Linked DNA regions of Mus musculus: region 1 is linked to region 2. Evidence: chromatin contacts called from public HiChIP or PLAC-seq data. All regions are on one chromosome and are shown on one strand. Each heading gives the region's core, a stretch centred on a gene start, on an enhancer-like site or on the middle of the called end of the contact. The rest is flanking DNA. Distances are from core to core; before and after follow the strand shown.

Region 1 (3,534 bases), core at 777-3,276, 95 kb before region 2:
TGGGCACAGCTGCTATGCAGTGTCCTGTGAGACTCAAGCTATATTAGTACATCTATCTAGAGTAAGGACCATAAAGGGGTCCAAATGACCCCAAAACAATATAGGCTATTTCCAGTGTACTCAGTTGTCTCCCAAAACTTGAAAGTAAATCCTATTGCTAAAGACTACAAATATAAGTCTTGGAAGAAATGAGCTCCCAGCTATTTTATCAGTCTCTTTCCTGAGGACTGCCTTTCAATGTATCTGAATGTGATAGATAAACTGCAAACAGAGAAAATCAATCAATACCCTACCCCACTGTAAAGCCTAAGAATCATGACAATGCCTGGTCCTGCAAGATATTTCCACTAGTGCAGTAGTGGAATTTATATCTCGTGGGGAACCAAAGGGTATCTGATTGGACTTAAAAGCCTACTCATTAGGATGTAATTCATGCCTGTTATTGTAAACCTAGGCAACTACCATTGGTTGGATAGGCTATGGGACCTAGAGAAGAACCTACTACTGTTATTTTCTAGAACTCAAATAATTCCTAGCTGTATACTAAATATTTATCCTTATACACATATATAAGTGTAGCTCTTGCCCCTTATCAAAGAAGCTTCTTCTAGAAGCAGATAGTGACTATTTGAAGAGGTCATTGACTGGTCAAAATGCAGAGAACAAGTGAACAGGGAGTACCCAATCCCAACTGGAACCTGCAATGCAATGCCTATACACAAGACTCAAGTAACATCATGGAAGAAGGGGAGAAACAACAGTATAAGAGCCCAAGGACCAGAATGTCCTCTGCTAGATATCTTCTATACATAACAGGGAAGCTGCCCCCATTGAAATCTTAACAGAATGGTCACCTAAAGTAGACCCATTGATGAAGAGCTAAAGGCAAACAATGATTGCCAAAAGACAGACAATTCGTTTTCTCCAGGAATGGATCCCCAGGTAGGTAGGCTATCCATCCTCAAATAGCCATTCCTAAACACATTTGCACATGAGCAACACTAAATGGACACTATAGATGATATCTCTCTCTCTCTCTCTCTCTCTCTCTCTCTCTCTCTCTCTCTCTCTGTGTGTGTGTGTGTGTGTGTGTGTGTGTGTGTAAAACAATAATAATTGAAGAGGTTATAGATTTGAGAACAAGTCAAGGGGGGTGGGAAGAGTTGAAGGGGTAGGGAGGAAGAGTAAAAATGATGTAAATACAGTACTCATATACACAATTCTTACAAGAATAAAAAAATGAAAAAAATAAGACAAAGAATGGGGTTCCTGGAAGAGCAGCACCCCAAGATTTAGCACTGCACCCAGTCTTTAACAGGTGTCGCCACTTTCCACAAACCCTTTACTCTCTAAGTGGTTTATGTACCAGCCCCACACATAGTGAGTGCTGAGATGGTTGTGAGCCACCATGTGGTTACTGGGAATTGAACTCAGGTCCTCTGGAAGACAGCCAGTGCTCTTAAACACTGAGCAATCTCTCCAGTCCTGACTTTCTTATAAGCTGATTATCTCAGATACTTTGTCATAATAGCAGAAAACTGACTAACACAAGTAAGAGTTTCAGAAGTAGTTAACAAAAACTATCATTTAATCAAGTGTTCTCATGGACATGGCTAGACTGTAATATTCTCATTTCTCCTAGAAAAACTGAGAACACCAGGAAGCCCTGAAAAGAGAAAAGTAAAGGTGAAAGCAAAAAAGAAAACAACTGAAAACCTACCTCTGGGAAAAGACCACAATTCTGAAGAAAGAAATGTGACTTTTGAGAGTTACCAACTCAATGGAGCCCAAGGGATTATGCTTCTCCAGGGATGTGATAGCCCCTGATCGATCTTCAGCAGAAAGCTGCTAACAACCCACATACATCATATGTGAACAAACAATTACAGGCAGCCAACTAGAAGTAAACTTAGAAGCACAACTACCACTTTGCTTTAAAAAAAAAATTAAGAGGTAAAAATAAGCTCTTAAAAGACAGATGGGGCCAAATCATTCCAGCCCAGGTTTGTTTGTGGTGTGTGAATTATCTACTCAGCCAGACAGTTAGGATGCCCACAACAAACTCCCATCACTTCCTTCCCTCATAGCCCATCTTACTCCAAACGCTCCACTCAATTTGTTGTTTGGTGGCAAGTTTTTCCTGACACAGTTCCTCCCTTGTAAATTGCTTTGTCATTAACTTTAAGGGATTTTCACTCTCATTTTCTTTCAAGAACAGAAAACACAAGAATGGACATCTTGGAACCTCACTGTCTCCTTTCTTAGCTCTTTCAGGGCACACGAAATTCCTTGGACCATTGAGGGCAGCTGGATGGTAGAGCCCAGTAGAACTATGGCAGAGAGGTTCTTAGGGAATGAATGGGATTTCTGTCTCCTATGTTACCAAAAAATCCTACAGTACCAGGGGCGGGGACTAGTCCTCTCTATGGTGTCCTTAAAGACCCCAAAGAAGCCAAATTCCAGAAGAATGGGAAAATAAAATTGCCACAGCTTTATTAATGCAGGACACAATTCAGTCAAGGCAGGGAAGGATGGTCGCCCTTCATTCAGGTCTCTAGTGAAATGACTACCCTAGCAATGGCTAACAATTACTATCCACACATGATGTAACAGGCTCACAGGTGATAGCATCCTCCTTGTGACAACCTCATGTAACAGGAAGTGAGCTCACAGTGTGGAGGGCCATAGCTTACACCATCCTAATGAACTTCTTTATGAAAAGGCCTACCAAGTCATGAATAGAGAATTAGAGAGGAGGTTTTGACAGGGTGCCTGTAGAGAGATCTTAAGACAAACTTCCCAGTAAAAGAGTCAGCATGATATACGGGAAATTTCACTTTTGAGACCAGGCTGGCCTCAAACTCATGAACTCTGCCTCCAGAGCAGGTGGAATGACAAGCCTGCACCACCACATCTTGCTTAGCTCATCAGCTTAGGAACACAAGCTACCCATAGGTCTTTCAATGAAATGGAACAGAGTCAGGTGGTTTGAAGAACATTCCAACCATCCTATGCCTTGGGAAAGTAAAAGGCATCGTTAATGTTACAGGACACCTTCTGAGAAACTTATAAACCTTGGCTATTTTTAAGTGCTGAATTTTAAAGAGAAATAAGGGAAGATATGATTGATCCCTTTTGGTCATAACTGATTTTAAAACTCTGCTCAGGACAAGAGAGATGGCTCAGCAGTTAAGAGCACTGATTGCTCTTCCAGAGGTCCTGAGTTCAATTCCCAGCAACCACAAGGGGGCTCACAACCATCTGTAATGGGATCTGATGCCCTCTTCTGATGTGTCTGAAGACAGCTACAGTGTACTCATATACATAAAATAAATAAATAAATAAATAAATCTTTTTAAAAAGCTTTTGCTCAGTAAGGCATTGTATTCAGTTTAAATGAGAAACAAAATAGATGCTAACTAAAGACATCAATGGCTGCATCTTGAAGGAGTTTGGAGATACTGTTCCTCACAGCTATCTGTACTTCTATGAAGTACTAGATGTCCTGGTGAATGGAGTTCTCAAGTTTTTGTG
Region 2 (3,241 bases), core at 690-3,189:
GTGCTGGGAAGCCTGTTACTCACAGGCTCCAACCTGTAGAGAAACGGCCACCAAGTGATTTGGAATAACTCTTGCCAACGGAAGCATAAACTATCTGCTGGCTTCCACTCACCCTCTTCGGGACAGTCAGTGCATACTACTTAGCAGGTCTGAATCTTCCCTTGGAAAAAAGTCTCACTTCATTCAAATAGTACAGCCCACCTCCCTCATGTCAGTACCCAGGGCCAGAAAATCAGAGATTCAAAAGCAATAGAGAGAGTCATGGAGTCTAAGGGTTTTGCTGAAGACCAGGCCCGCTTCTCTCCTATTACCATATATGATGAAGTCCGTAGAGAGATCTGCTAAGTTCAGAATGACCCCTGAGTTTCACCATGAGGCACCACACCAGCCATGGTGAGGGAAAACCCTTTCTTGATTGATGGCACCTTTTAAAATGTCACCATCGCTATCAAAATGCTTTTATTGTGTGCTTCAAAGCACCACGTATTAGAACTGTGCCTATCTTAACAGTACAGCACATAGCTGTAACTGTTTTACCCCACAATCATTTATTTGTCTGCTTCCCCACAAACCCTGATATTCGAAAAGCCAGGATAAGAAATCATTTTACGACCGTTATTCTTTCAAGTCTTTCCTTTCTGTGAGGTTGTTTTGTTTCTTTTTCTTACACAGCTGCACCCCAGAGTCCAAATTGTTTCCAATGGACAACTGTTTTGAGCACATTTCTCCCCAATGTCTATTTTAGCTCCAAAAAAAGCCAAGGGCAAAGATAAAACCAAACTATCGTGTGTGTGTGTGTGTGTGTGTGTGTGTGTACAAGTGTGTACACGTGTGTATGCACCACCAGCCAAAGCACCAAGGAAAAAGTGGGCAGCATAGAGTGGTCCGCCCCCAGCATCAAGTCGGTGAAAGGAAGCAAGCCAGCCTTGAGAAATGAATCCATGTGTTCCTGCTGAGCAACCCTTTAAGGGAGCATGCCCATTCCTAAACCCTGACTGGTAGCTATCACTTTCTCCTAACGGAAGTAAGTTCCCAGCACCTGTTCTTGGATCGCAAAGATGGCAAGGAGCATTCTCCACTGCCCACCCCACCTGTTCTGTGTGGAGAACACGTGGAGAACCGGCTGTGAGCTGGTCAGCCTACCCTGCATTCCCTCAGTAAGCCAGGAGTACAGGTGGTTGGTTACCTGCACAGGTACTGATTGCTGTCAGAACAACTTTATTACTAGCCTTGGTAGTGAAAGGGTCCCTCCCTGTCACCGCCGCCACTACCAGCCAGGCTGTGGGAAAGGGGCAGAAGGCAAGAGGAAAAGGTCTTCTTGGTGCCCAAGGGGTCACTCCTCCACCGCTGCAGTCCTAGAGCCCAGACCCCTTCCTCCCTAGCCCCGCAAGAGACCGGAGTGTCCCCGTGCCTGTTCGGTGTGGCTGGACCCAGCGCAGCTCGCCGGGCACCGAGCCCCGAGAGCCCGAACTGCTGGAGCCGCAGCGCCCACTCGGGGCAGGCGGCGAGCACTCACCCTTCTGCTCTCGCAGGCTCGACAGCGACCAGAGCAGCAGCGCCACCGAGGCCAGGAAGCAAAGCTGGCTCAGCAGAAGGTCCCTCCGCCGGCGGCGGCTGCGGCGGCGCGCGCAGTCCTGGTCGCCCGGCGGCGGCATCCTCGGACAGCCGGGCGGCGTCCCTGGCGGGCGGCGTCCGCTCGGGTCGCGGGCGGCCGCGGCGGGGACGGCGGCAGGAGGCAGCCCTGCGCGCAGCAGCCGCGCGTCCTCGCTGCGTTCCCACCCGGCCGCCGCCTCCTGCTTTCCCTCCTCCCGGCCGCTGCCGGTCTCCACGCCGTCGCCCTCGTCGCTATCGCTCAGTCCCTCCTCCCCCGCCGCCTCCTCCTCCTCGCCGCTCGCCCGCACCGCCGCCTCCCTGCGCTCGGGGTCCCTCTCCTGCTCGCGCGCCATGGCTCCCACGCTCCGCGCCCGCGTTCGGCCTGGGGCGGCGGCGGCGGGGGCGGCCGGGAGGCGGGGGCGGCGGGGGCGGTGGAGGAGGAGCGGGGAAGGACCGGCGAGAGGAGGGCCGGCCGCTGGCCACCCGAAGCAGGCCCTGACCTCAGGCTGCGGGAGTGCAGCTCGGGGTCGCACTCCAGTGTCCACGCGGGGGTGGGTGGGTGGGGGACTCGGAGCCGAGCGGCGGCCGGAGCGCGCCAACAGCTAGAGTGAGCGCAGCTTCCCGTACCCCACGGTGGGTCGGCGGCAGGGGGGCTGCGCACGGGAGGGGGACAGCGCCCGGGATGCTATGAGTCGCTGGCCAGCACCGCGGGGAGGGGGCGCAGGGAGGAGACTGGGCTGTGGAGGGAGCCCGGTGCACAGCCCTTCAACCCTTTGGTGCCCAGAGAAAGAGGCGGTGCGGTGGGGGAGGCCCGCTAGGCGGGATGTGGATAGACAGATCTCCACCAAGGAGGACTGGCCTGAAACTTTCAGAGAAAAGAAGGATTTCCTTGGCCCTCTTCCATCCGTTGCCTTAAGCTAGAGCGTCTAGAGTGTGCTAGGTGGCCAATTCCTAGCCACTGGTCCTGCCTCCTGCCGCTGGCCTCAGGGGTTCCCCTCTGCCCCCTGGTGGGGATCCCGGTGAGCCAGGCTCAAGTCCTGAAACTGGCCTCCTGGGGGGGTTTGGCTTATTAGGGTTGTCCTGGCTTCCCCCTCTGGCTAGGGTTCACATTTCGCTCTCTGAGGAGCTGAAGCAAGTCCAGTGTGTGGCTGAACCTGAGGGGGCCCTAGTAAGTTCCCTAGGAGGGAGACTCTTGGCCTTCTACAAGGACAATCAGTCCACCCCTCCCCCAAGATTAGAGCCCTAGGCCCCAACTCCCTAATTCGAGTTCTTCTGCCCCTGCCTATTAAAGATGTAGAGGCTGACATCCCCACCCCTATCTGCAGTACCATTGAAAAGGGCACCTAGTGATCCCAGGGGTTCACTCCCAGGGGCTTGGACTTCCCTAGCCTCATCCCAGGTACCTGCCTGCAGGATGGAAGACACACGACCCCAGAGGAAGGGAAGAAGAGATGTGTTTCCAAGTGGTGGTTAAACTTAAGTCTTATTCCAAAAGGATGGTCCTAGAAATCAGATATATGTTTGGATGGCTCTTGGGCCTGAGCAATCTAGCCCTCGGGAGTTGGGAGGAAGTGGGGAAACTCCATAGAGACTTCTCCCTGCCCAGGTCACAAGGGACCCACAGGATCAACTGTGAGTGACCTTCCAT

The links. HiChIP or PLAC-seq counts read pairs in DNA pulled down with a chosen protein or histone mark.
Region 1: an H3K27ac HiChIP or PLAC-seq map of the HPC-7 cell line shows a contact between it and region 2, with 8 times the contacts expected there. The contact joins the enhancer-like site here to the promoter of Slc24a3 in region 2. A contact is called at or near these places in 8 of 39 promoter capture datasets (3T3-L1-derived adipocytes, the C10 cell line, hematopoietic stem and progenitor cells and 5 more), 2 of 15 datasets of contacts at CTCF or cohesin (CD8 T cells and liver), 48 of 484 Hi-C or Micro-C datasets (the Ba/F3 cell line, CD4 T cells, CD8 T cells and 30 more), 15 of 115 datasets of contacts at active chromatin or transcription factors (CD8 T cells, the HPC-7 cell line, Th17 cells and 11 more) and 4 of 9 other capture datasets (adipose tissue, liver, macrophages and 1 more).

What each region holds. Positions count from the first base shown.
Region 1 is chr2:145,260,858-145,264,391 of GRCm38.p6, reverse strand. The region is part of intron 2 of Slc24a3 (solute carrier family 24 (sodium/potassium/calcium exchanger), member 3); the gene reads right to left. Among named protein-coding and RNA genes, the nearest start is that of Gm52529, 26 kb to the left of the region's middle. Within about 2 kb of position 2,026, at least 3 of the 459 cell types and tissues checked have an H3K27ac peak or open chromatin away from gene starts, as enhancers often do. A contact at or near this core is called in the HPC-7 cell line, where this site is marked.
Region 2 is chr2:145,166,473-145,169,713 of GRCm38.p6, reverse strand. Slc24a3 (solute carrier family 24 (sodium/potassium/calcium exchanger), member 3) reads right to left here and starts at 1,939. Exons shown (of 17, transcript NM_001356497.1): 1 at 1,517-1,939. The coding sequence starts at 1,655.